Regions from separate parts of the Zea mays genome. Here regions 1 and 3 are each linked to region 2. Evidence: chromatin contacts called from public Hi-C data. All regions are on one chromosome and are shown on one strand. The core of a region is the stretch at or near the end of the contact, and the rest is flanking DNA. Distances in the headings are between cores, read along the strand shown.

Region 1 (4,049 bases), core at 684-3,183, 260 kb before region 2:
AGAAAATCACAAAATATTCACCTCAACTTTGGTTCTCGAGGCTGTTGAGATCTAGAGTGGCGTTTTTTGCTTCCAACCCACTGTTGTCTGGTCTGGTTCCAGAGCATAAGACCTGAAAAATAGGCAGTATGGAAATTCAAATAAGATGTACAAAGAACGAGAATAAATGAAAAACATTCACCACTTACTAATGGCACACTTAGCATGCTACAAAGTAGAGTTCCCTCTTCTTTTTTGAAAAGAAAACACTACAGATTGGTTTAGTCATCAATATTTTTAAGGAATCTTGCTAGATCATTGTAGTTGTGGATTTATTGTCACTCAGCTGTCTATGAACTATATTGTAAGTGTATCATGCCGACACCATTGATGTTTTTGCTGATTTACATAAACATGTTCCCACAGATGCATTTGCAGAATCTGAGAATCGTCCCAGGCCAAATTTGAAACTGTTCAGGATTTGAACATTAAGACATCTAGAACAGAGAAGTGTACTTCAAGTCTTCAACAAGATACAGGCTTTTCCTGAATTGGTGGTTTACGTCATTGGCTTTCCACAAATTCGTATGCATAATTATCGAATGTCAACCTTGAGACTGATAAGGATTAGAACATAAAGCAAAGACCTTATCTCAATCATAGTTTGTAATTTTTACTGAGAAGTTAGAATCTCAACCACTATATATTCAAGGCCACAAACATTGGACATTTAAACTCAGGTTTCCGTTCACATCCATGATGGAGCTACAATAATCAGTAAGAGACTTAACTATTTGACAGTATATGGCACTAACAGGATGGATCAATAAGGCAAAGAGGAAACGAAATGGATGAATTCACCTTGATTCATAAACTCATTCGGGTTGCTGCTACTTCCTGCCGTATGCTGATCGCTGGACTGAGCCAACGTGCTGATCGAAGACATGCTCCTCTGCGATTGGATCCCGCTGTTCTCCATCTCATGCGCACTCGTGCTCCAAAAGTCCTCCGAGAGGCTAGCCTTCCTTACTGATCGCCCCTGGATCCTCAACCGCTTGGAAGGCTCGTCTACTGCTATTATTGGAGTTGGCTTAGCACAGCATCCAAAGCAACCTCTGCTCTGTAGCAAACCAGGATCGACCAGTGACTGATTAGCACCAGTATTCAAGATCCCAGATAAGCTGTGATGCACTCTATCTCGTATTACAAATTACAGAAGAGAAAAGGCCAAAGTTATGACCATTTCTGACCCGATAGATGGTGACCGGATAGATGGTTGCAGTAAAATATCGAGCAACTATCACTCAGTGAACTCAGCAGCTAAAGACTGAACATTTTCCAAACAGAGGCCTAGTACCAAAGTCAGACTAAAATGCATCTATTTTATACCGGAAATAGACCAGGCAGATTAAATAAACAACAGGAAGATACTACAACGAACGCGACGGACTCAACTGGCTCGACTCAACAGGAAAAGTGAGACCAAATGGATAAACGAAACCAGCCTACCAATCAGAATCATTATAGCCACTCTAAAATATCGAAAACAGCGCAGTCTGAATCAGGGAGCAGCGAGCATATATGGGCCACGAACAGAAGCTATAGAAGTCTAGGACCTCGCTACCGCAAGCGGGGATCCCAATCCCCACGAGCCTCGCGGCCACTACTACACCGTGACGTGTGCCGGAGGATCACGAGAGGATGGGATGGGGGAGGGCAGGGCGGCGGGGCGCAGGCACGCACGACGCACCCCATGCAAGCGACGAGGCGGCGCACCCAGGTGGAGAGGGTCCTGCAGCTCAGCAGCATAGCATCCGGGCCCGGTGCGCGGGGGCCGGTGCCGCGTCGGAGGGAGAGGCCGGCGGTGAAGCGAACCCTAACCCCCCGGCCCCTAGGGCGAGAGGGGAGACGGGACGGGGAGGGAGGAATCGGAATGGGATTCTGCCGTGGACCGGTGTCAGGCTGGGATTGGGGGAGGGGGTTAGGAATCTACTAGGAGCCGGAGGGAGGATTCAGCTGAGGCAGAGGCGTTCGTTACCTGCCCATGCTGCCACTTGACATGATGATGCTGAGTGGCCGGGACGAGGCATTTCGAAAAATACTTGGCTTCGCGTCCCAGAAAATTCGACGGTTCCTCTGGCCGCGTTACATAGGTTCTGGTATTGGAATTATTAGAAACTATTTTTAGTCATAGAATATCCTGTTCAGTTCGTGTATGTAAATACTAATAAAGAAATTTCGAAGAGGGAATTCATATATTGGTGTGAACAGCCATTTTAATCGAGCTAAAGTTTACCTGAGTCTATCCTATAGAGAATCAAAATACTCCAGCTAAAGTTTAGCCTTAAAATCTTAGCTAGCTAAACTTTAGTGGTATGGATTTAAACAGATCTATCTTAAATCCTAATTTTCACTCGATTATGATTCATCAATTTGGAAAGAAAACTTTTGGCCGGAGGTCTACATTCGATGGAAATTGTTTGTTTCAGTCTGTCAGTGTGGATCAAAAGCTTTGATGGACTCTGCATCAATGAACGACAAGCAGAAGAATGGGTAAGAGATGAAACATAAACATGATTGGACCTTGTTTGAACATAACGAGAAGTAGGTTACGAATGAGGAAGAAAAGAAAGAAGTACAAGATACTTCTCCCGTACTAAAAGTGAAAAGACTTTGATGTTGTTTAGAGGAGTTGAATGCAAAAAATGAGATATAAAAACAATCAAAACTATAAGCGGCAGCGCTGCTTGACACCTAGCACTGCCGCATCGTGGCACTGTGGACAATTGCACAACACTACCGCGCAGAGGCTAACTAGGTCTGATAATATTGAATTATTTTAATATGAGGCTGAGTCTAGTACTTTAGCAGAAAACTTAAAGACTATCTAGGATAACAATTTATATAAGAGACAAGATGATATGAACTAATAAAAAAACACTCAACGGTAAGGACACATCAAAATATGTATATTTAAAATAAAACTCAAAAGTGTTGTTAAAAAACTGTTCGACACTGCCGCGCTAACCCATGCACTGTCGCTCGATGCAGAATATCCAACAACAGCTACACATGTAGGCAATACTTAGATATGAACTTGGTAATGTTATGTGGCAATTCCACTAAGTACCTATATCTCATAAGCATGCATAACCAAGTTGTTGACGCCTTTTTGAGGGCCAAACACCCAATAAGAACCGTGGCGGTGCCCTCTACACAGGAGCGGACGGTCCGCGGCCTGGTGCGAGGCGCGGCGGTGCTCTCTGCACAGGGGCGGACGGTCCGCGCGCAGGGTCGGACGGTCTATGGCCTGGTGCGAGGCTAGGGCTCCTGCCTGACGGCCGGACGGTCCGCGCCCTGGGGCCGGACGGTCCGCACGTGCGCAGGGGCGGCGGAAGATCGCCGGCGGCGCCTGGATCTCGCTCCTGGGAGGGACCCCGTCGGGAGGAGATATCCTAGGAGTTGTCTAGGCTCGGGCCGGCCGACCTAGACTTCTCTAATCGGCGTAGAGTCGAAGAGAGGCAGAGAATTTGGGGATCGGAAGGCTAAACTAGAACTAAACTAGAACAACTCCTAGGAAATAAATGCGAAATAGAAGTGTTTTGATTCGATTGATGATTATTACAAATCGGTCGTAGACCTCTCTATTTATAGAGGAGGGGGGCTGGACCCTTTACACAACTGATTCCGAGTTAATTCTGCGAATCTAGCTAATAACCGTAGCACAAAACTCAGAACCCTAATCTGTTTTGCACACGCGCGGACCGTCCGGCCCACAGGCGCGGACTGTCCGGACCGCGGACTGTCCGGCCTCAGGGCCGGACCGTCTGCACGCTCATTTCAGTACCAAACATATGCCCCCTGCCTTTTGGTGGAGCTGGGCAAGCCAAAAGCATCTTAACTCGATGTGATCATATCAGTTTTCTTAAGCATCTTGCCACATACTAGGATGGTACTGCTTGAGGAAACGTCCATTCAAAGCTTTGGGTAAATCCTTGCCTTGTAATGTTTGTAGTAAATAGGCGTTACCAGATACTACCTGTTTTACTTTATAAGGACCCTCCCAGCTT
Region 2 (4,297 bases), core at 1,317-3,816:
GTGTGAATCATTACCATTACCATTTACGTTACATTTCACGTTACATTTCGTGAACCAAACAGTTTCTATATGACAATTTCAGAGGTTGGTTTCTGATAGCAAGAACAGAACAATGTGGATATACATATACCTGAATTTGAGTATTTCAAGCTGAAGTCATGTTGTGGCATGACATGAGTGTGTTAGGATTTGCAAAGATGATTCCAAGATATTTACAAAGAATGGAACATGAAAAATCTGAAATGCCCTACCAACACTAGACTAAGAAATAATTTCATGCAACAGATTGAGTTTGAAACAGCACAAGAGTAACTCCGCAGTTCTAGAATAAGAAATTGATCACGTTTGGAGGCATACCTATCATCATCTTAGAGTGAACGTAGATCATGAAGCGGCGTGCATTCTGCGCCCGAGCGTAGTCTGTCCCATCAAGCGGACGACCTGAAGGTTCATACTCACCATCCATCTTCACCTCCCTGTTCCCCAAGCAAAAGAATGTAAGGTAATCCCTCGGGTCCCTGTCGATCCTCTTTGCCTCGAGCGCAACAGAGATGTCATTGTACATCATCTCCATGGTCCTCCTCTGCCAGTCCAGTATACCCTGAATCGACCCACTAGCAGGAGGGCCTTCTGGCCACATTGGCAGGACGACATAGACTGCAAAATGCTCGCCAGCTTCAATCTTGCTCACAATCTTCAGCGAGAGCTCTCTTGGGACAAGATGCAGTGCTTCAATCTCCTCTGGCTTTATGCCGTCGGCTTTCCACGCAAATGAGCTGCCGAGGAAGTACTGGTTCTCGATGTAGATGAAGTGTTTGGCACGGCGTATGGCGTGGATGTAGGCATCATGGATGCTCCTGTCTAGGACATTATTCTTGCCACTGACAAGGCCAGATTGAGCTGCGGCCTCTGGGGTGCTAGGGAAGCCAAAACACGCGCCGCCATCGATGGAGCGGAATAGCTGCACGTTCCATGAATCTTGGTCTTCCGGGAACATCACTGGCGACGGCGGTATGATCAGGTCCGCCATAGCTTTGAGGTTGACGAGGAGATCAATGCCGCCCCCTTGCTTCCTCCACCGCTGTTCGAAGTTGTAGAGCACGTCCCATGCGGCTGGGCCTTCGATCTTGGAGTGGATGTCGTGCCATGGCTCCCTCGGCCCGCCGTTGTCAATGGACGCACCGGCGAGGTTGGGCTGGTGGAAATCCTTGTGGTGCGCTGTATCCAGAGTCCGGAACAGGGAGTGGAACTGCGTGTCGTAGCGGCCGTCGCAGAGGTCAAGGCCGCCGACGAAGCTGAGGATGCGGCGGCGGTCGCTGCGCTTCGCCGGCATTTCGTGGTCGACCACGACGATCTTCTGGTGGTGCGTGATCATGTAGGCGATCTGCGCGCCCATGACGGCGCTGCTGCCGGCGTCGGGGTTGCGGGGGCAGAGCACGCAGTGCACGCCGCTGCCGCGGAAGTACTCCGCCGTCTCGGCGTCGTGCGTGCTCATGAACCCCCATTTCATCCCGAGGGACTCGACGGAGGTGCGGTCGTCCCACACCAGCATGAGCACCCGCACTCCTTCGCTCGCCTTGCGCTTCAGGAGCTCGCCGAGAGTGGCTTCGCCGCCGGGGCGCGGCCGGCTGCCGTCCCTCAACAGCGTGATCTCAGTGTACACCGACCATCCGGTGATGTAGATGAGGTGGCGCGCGTTGCTGATGGCGTCGAACACGTCCTCCCAGCACCTGCCCGGCTGGTAGAGGCGGCCTCCGGCGAGCGGGATCCTGGGCGCGAACGCGTCGGGCGTGTGCGCGTCCTGGTATAGCGTGACCCTGCACCCGGGCCGCTGCGAGAAGAAGGTGTACGGCACGCCAGGGTACCGCGCGCCGCCGACGCCCCGGCCCCACCCGCGGGGGTCGGCGGACACGTCCTGGAACCGCAGGCGCACGCGTATCTTGGGCCCGTGCGGGAGCCGCTTCTTGCTGGCGTCGAGGATGTCGAGCGACCGCTCGATCTCCTGGCCAGCGATGAGGTCCCGGACGGGGAGGTAGGCGCGGCCGATGAGCGTGGCGCCGATGGGCTGCGCGGCCTTGACGGAGAACACGACGTCGGAGGCGAAGTGGGCGCAGTAGATGTGGAACACCTCGTACCAGCGCGGGTTCACGGGGTCGCCGGTGATGACCCGCGTCCGGCCCACGCGCGCACGGCCGAGGTCCACCGTCGCGTACAGCCGCGTGGAGCCCTGGCCGAGCCCGAGTGAGTCCTCGAACCCCTCCACGAACTGCAGGCGCGGCGCGAACGAATCAGACGAAGTAAGTACAAGAATCTTGAATCGGGACGAAGCAAAGCATGGAAGCTACTGCTAGCATTTGCGATGAAGAAAAGATATGGGTCGATCTTGGACTGATTTACCTTGCGGAAGATCCCGGGGGCGCCGCCGGTGGCCCGGGTGGGGTTGGTGAGGTGGTCGGCCTCCAGGATGGTCGCATCCAGAGTGCCGTGCAGCAGCAGGTGCGCCATGGCTGCACCTCCACCTCCTCCACAGCTCGCTTGTGCTGCTGTTGTCCAAGATAACTTCACCTTCCAACTTCCAGTTCCAGAACGGAGGAAACGATGTGCCAATAGGTGAGAGACAGAGACCTGTCACTCTACCAGCTTTCGTCAAAGTGGATGCGCGTGATGCCAACAAAAAAAAAAAAATCACCAAGCGTAGCAAGAAATTAAGACTGGCTGATTTGGAAATGATTCAGAGTTAGAGAATGTGCGGAGAAATTAAGTGGGGATTAATTCGGGATGGAACATGCCAACAGGAAGGAAATTAATTAGCAGACGATTGGCTGAAGCCCTGAGACTGATGAGGAATCAGAGCAGATCTGGGAGAGTCCAGTGCGCAATGAACTGTGACTCTGTCAGTGCGTCAGCGTCTGGTCATCGAAGTCCAAAGATGCTCACACTATCCATCGCACTGTCGATGGGGGAGGCCATTCGAAATGATCACATGAAGTCGCAGACACAGGCAGCCATACGAGATCTGGGAAGAAGTTAGATTCAAAATCAGAGCAAAGAAGCAGACAAAAGATCGTGCAGTGCAAAGACGATGAACTCGAATCGTCGGCCACAACAACAGGCAACAGAAATGACCCCGCGGGCCCAAATGGCACCAACGACAATCTTGGGCTTTTGTTTTTCTTTCTTCAAAAATTATATTTGGATCTAACCTACTGGACCATCTTTTTATTTGGGCTTTTATTGGGCTGTAGACACGTGGACCGCAGCGTGTCAGCTCTTTTCACTAATGCCTACTGTATTTTGACTTTGGTTACAGACGACGGAAAGAATTTGGGATGTAATGGGATTGATACACACACATATTATTTGTTTCATATTTGATTCCATATTTCCTCTCCGAATTTGAATCAGATACGAATATTATCAAATTATATCAGATAAGATTTAAATAGATATGACAATAGATATATATTTCCACAACACACCTTTGATATAATGCAACAATCACTGACATGCGTAGCCAACTAAGGGCTTGTTCGGTTAGCTCTCAATCCATTTGGATTGAGTGAGATTGGATGAGTTTAAATCTCAAACAAGTCAAACTTCTTCTTAAATTTTCTCAATCTCATCCAATCCATGGGTAACAGGATTAACCGAACAAGGCCTAAATATCTCTTGGAGCCTAGAAATCATTGTAGTAATGTCATGGTGCATCTAGAAGTGTAGAAATGTTGGATGTTCGAAAACATTCCACATAATGTACCAAACCGTAGAAACATGGTTAATGAGGAGATGACACTACTATGTTATGTAGCGGCCTCTACCAGGACCTAGCTACAAAACAATGCAGAACCCCCCCCCCCCCACATGTAAATTCGTTGATGTAACCTTCGCAAGAAGATGTACATAATCTACCCTTTTATCTAATAAAAAATATTGTATGGGCTTTCCCTAAGTAAATTTATCAAGAGATTTAAATGGATATCGACATCCTAAATATCCAATTTTTAGTATATAGATAAAAATACAGATCAGATACTGACTTCGATACAGATCAAATCTTAGCACTCTTGCTTAGGGATTGGAAGCGGAGCAAATCATCCACTACAACTCGCAAGCCACCACAATACTTCTTGCTTATTTGTGTAGGGAGGACTACAACAAGGTGAACGGGTTAGAAAGTGTCAAGGAGATTTGGGACACACTCAAAACGGTGCATGTAACACCCCGTCCAATCCCTGGACCGACGGTACTTACTCCTGGCAGCTCTCTACGATCATATATTGTCCCCACAGACCAACAC
Region 3 (4,040 bases), core at 465-2,964, 310 kb after region 2:
GGGTTCGGGTGTGCTTACCTAAGGGGATGACCGGGGTCTGGTTTGGCCTTCGTCCCAACAATGTTAGTTGTAAGTTCACATAGTTAAAGTCCATAAGCATGTAACATGTAATAATAAAGCTAAACTCATGTACATGAAGGAGTAAGCTTGTTTGAAATATATCTGAAATGAAGAAACATAAACAAGCATATGTGACATATTTTAAGATGGAGTAGAAACAAGTTATGTCACATCATCACACACACATATCATGCATGTGCAACATTATAAGGTGTATAATACAATGCATGAGCATGTGAAAGAGAGTGCATATGAGAGTATCACACATAAAGCACATGACAAATCAAACTCATGTGTATCTCTCATTCGCCCTATCAATAGCATTCTTCCTATCTACATACTACCCTCTCTTGGACCTCTCCCCCTAACACATACTCCCCTCTTCCTCTTTGGCATCAAGCACCAACAGTGACAAAACCTAAGGGTCCTAAGAAGGAAAATAAATAGTTGTGCCAGGTACTAAATGGTGAGGCCTGAGCTCAAACTATATTAGGAGAGTGTCCTGTCTCTAGCGAGGAAGAAGTCATGTATCCACAAAGGATGAGCCCTGTCTCTAGCGTTGACTGGCCAGCTGGTGGAACAAGAGAGATCTACGGGGGAGGGAGTCTGACGAGGCATCTAATCGGTCCTGGCAACATGTTGCAGAAGGTGTCAACTCTTGCGCTAAAGGTACAACAACCATTTGGGGGTGGAGCCCCTTGTCTAATTGGTTGGCATTGTCGGTGTAGGTGGCACAATAGTAATCATCATTATGACAGATAGTGTCAAAAGAGTAGTAACTGGTAGAGCTTGTTACAAGGAAAGCGGACCTCGACCCATTTGATTAACGATTTTTGGTGTTTAGTGATCAACATAACCATTTGAACTAATGTTGTTTGTTAGTGTTTATGAATATAGTTCAAAGGATACATCATGAACTTGGGTGAAGGCAACATGGCGATCAAGAAGATCAACACGTCAAAACAAGATATTAGAAGACTTATTGAAGACCTACAAAGATCTTGGTTCGCTGGCTAACTTGCCACGGTGAGCGAATAAACCTCCCACCAATAACTTTGTTCTTGTCCTTCATATCCCCAAATCAAATGCTTGATGTCTTTAAATTGAACTCCATTAGACTAAGACCATGTCCAGCAGTCCACTCATATGATCACCCAAGACACCGTTCTACATTATAGACTGCACTGTTTGAAAAGTGAAGTTTAAATATGTGTATGTGGATGAGTAAGCGGTTGGAGATAGTCTAACTCTTGAAATATGAGCGTTTCCTATATTTTCTTCCTTATAAAAATAAGCGAGTTTCTAAGAGAACTTTTTAAAGGGCTAGTTTGGTAAGCTCATTTTTCTAAGGGATTTTTATTTCGCCAAAAAAATAGTTTATTTTCTATTGTTAAAATAGGAATCTTTTGAAAAGATAGAGTTTTCAAACTAGTCTGAAATTCATGTATTCTATCTCGTGAAAAGTAGCTCATCCCTGGCATCCCGTCGGCGGATGTCAACCAAACGCCACTACGCCAGCACTTGGACAAAACCAGCAACTACACAGCCACGGTGCCAGTGGCAACCTTCTTCCATGTGGGTACGTGATCGTGTCAGCTCACCAAGCAAGCCCCCGTCCTGTGCAGCTGTGCTGCGTGCCCGACTACACGTGCCAGTTTTGCCGCATAGCTCCACGGCCGAAGCCGAACGCCCCACCAGACCACCCCCACCCGGCCCCGGCCCCCGGGTCCCTGTCTTCCCCGTCTCCGCTTCCGTCCACCTCACGTCGGCGTCTTCCATCGAAGTGGCCTTTTCGGCGGCGAGTGAGAGGGCGAGGAATAAAACTCGCGTCGCGCACGCACCGCAACAATAATATCCTTCCACGCGAATATTCGCCGCTTCCCACCTCCCCCGCCCCGCATATCCTTCCGTCCGTCCGTTCGTCTCCCCCCTTTCCCTTCCCCTCTATTTCACCACCCCATCAGCCGCCCGCCACCGCGACGATCACCGGCGCAATCCGTTCACCCCACCACTCATCCACTCCCCCTCCGCGAATCTCATTTCTTTACTGCGGCTAGGAGGAGGCGGCGGCGGCGATGAAGTTCGGCAAGAGCCTGAGCGGACAGATCGTGGAGACGCTCCCGGAGTGGCGCGACAAGTTCCTGTCCTACAAGGATCTCAAGAAGCGCCTCAAGCTCATCGGCGCCGGGAACGGGGCTGAGCGGCAGCCGAAGCGGGCCCGCCGCGACGACTCCGGGGAGGCTGACGCGGCCGCGGCCGCGGCGGCAATGACGCCAGAGGAGGCGGAGTTCATGCAGCTCCTGGAGGCTGAGCTCGACAAATTCAACTCTTTTTTCGTCGAGAAAGAGGAGGAGTACATCATCCGTCAGAAGGTGCCTGCTCGCCCTATCCGCCCTCCTTCCTCCCCTTGTTTCCCTAATGATTTTCGCGTTCTTTGATCTGATCGGGTTGCTTGGCCGTGGCTGAGTGGAGCAGGAGCTGCAGGACCGGGTGGCCAGGGCGGCCGGGCGGGAGTCCAAGGAGGAGCTCATGCGGGTGCGCAAGGAGATTGTCGACTTCCACGGCGAGATGGTGCTGCTGGAGAACTACAGCGCCCTCAACTACACAGGTAATAAGTCCTCCGCCGCCGCACACTCCCGTCCCGCCGCGTCGCATGTGTTGCTTTCATGTCACTCTTATGGTTGATTAGTTTTCCAGAATTTTGTTGTCTCCGTTGTTGTTTATCTCTTCCTGGTAAGTTTATTGTCTATGTATTTTGTTTTGTAGTAGCTAGTAGCAACTTAGCCTGGACTGTGGCTGTGAATTAGGGATGAAGCCTCTAGATTCCTGGGGCTAACAATCAGTGTTTGCCATAGCTAACATGGGTCAAATAAAGAGACGAATTGCTGTGTTGCTTGTCAGCAAGGGACAATACATGTCAGTGTCGTTGAGTATGCATACTAGTGACTGAGTTGAAATAGCAAGAGTCCATTTATTCTCGCTATTAACAAAGGAATGTTGCTAAAAATTAATCTATGCCGAGAAATTGTGGCCTGCGGTAATTGCGTTGATTTCTCGCGAGAAATTAGCTATATCTCGTACATGAGTGCAAGTACATCTTTTAGTTTGGATGCATCTAGATTCTCGGAACACTCGTGGCGAAAGAACGGTTACTAAAAAAACAGTTTGGTGATACCATTCTTGATAGTAAAGAAACGAAAGAAAAACAGGGCTCTCTTTTTTGTAGTCAACCATACAGTCGCACATCTGACATGTTTAAGAGTTAACATGTTATACAGAGCACTTTGCTCAGATTGAGGTTAACTATGGATGTTATCTTGGACTATGGTGTATTCCTCATTTTTTGTTAGATTAGTAAGACAAAAAAAACTCCATGCTGTTAGACTATGTGTGTGTGAGTGTGTGTGGGTCGGCACCATTGTTGGGCTGCCGGCCCATTAGGGTTAGGGTTCCTGTGTCTCTATATATTGTAACCCCATCTATTATCAATACAACAGTTCATCTTCCTACATGGTATCAGATTAGGGTTTCTCCTACCTCCCACTGCAGCAGCCGGCGGCTCCTTCCTCCCGCAACAGCCACCGGCCGCCTCCAACCTCTACAGTCGTCGCCCCGGGAGGCTCATCCCTCATCCCTCCCTCCCGGGGCGGCTCCCTTCCCAGCCGCCGGCCATCCCTCCAGCCGCTCCTCCCCATCTCTCGGCAGCGGCCGGCGCTCAGATCCGCCGCCCCGCAGCACCCTCCCGCGCCGGCAGCAACCACGACGCCGGCAGCAACCACGACGAGCGGCCCCGGCGCGGGCGCGCGTTCCCCTGCGCGGGGCGGCCACGGCGAGCGGCCCCGGCGCGGGCGCACGATTACCCTGCGCGGGGCGGCCACGGCGCGGGCTGGCTCGACGGCGGCCATGGCGCACGCGGCCAGCGGCCTCACGGCCTCTCGTCGGCGCTCTCCTCTCTCACTCCTCTTCTCTCTCTCCCTGCC

Evidence for each region. A called contact is a pair of places that touch in the nucleus more often than the background predicts.
Region 1: a contact with region 2 is called in a Hi-C map of leaf, with 3 times the contacts expected there. The contact joins the promoter of LOC100277310 here to the promoter of LOC100279815 in region 2. A contact is called at or near these places in 6 of 25 Hi-C or Micro-C datasets (bundle sheath, ear, endosperm and 2 more).
Region 3: a Hi-C map of leaf shows a contact between it and region 2, with 7 times the contacts expected there. The contact joins the promoter of LOC103638683 here to the promoter of LOC100279815 in region 2. A contact is called at or near these places in 2 of 25 Hi-C or Micro-C datasets (endosperm and leaf).

The regions. Positions count from the first base shown.
Region 1 is chr9:95,299,936-95,303,984 of Zm-B73-REFERENCE-NAM-5.0, reverse strand. LOC100277310 reads right to left here and starts at 1,933. Exons shown (of 5, transcript NM_001407256.1): 1 at 1,730-1,933; 2 at 841-1,094; 3 at 22-112. The coding sequence starts at 1,788.
Region 2 is chr9:95,037,077-95,041,373 of Zm-B73-REFERENCE-NAM-5.0, reverse strand. LOC100279815 (phospholipase D family protein) reads right to left here and starts at 2,566. Exons shown (of 3, transcript NM_001152770.1): 1 at 2,398-2,566; 2 at 358-2,266. The coding sequence starts at 2,505.
Region 3 is chr9:94,728,443-94,732,482 of Zm-B73-REFERENCE-NAM-5.0, reverse strand. It overlaps LOC103638683 (SPX domain-containing protein 1), which reads left to right and starts at 1,714. Exons shown (of 3, transcript XM_020544011.3): 1 at 1,714-2,432; 2 at 2,536-2,668. The coding sequence starts at 2,136.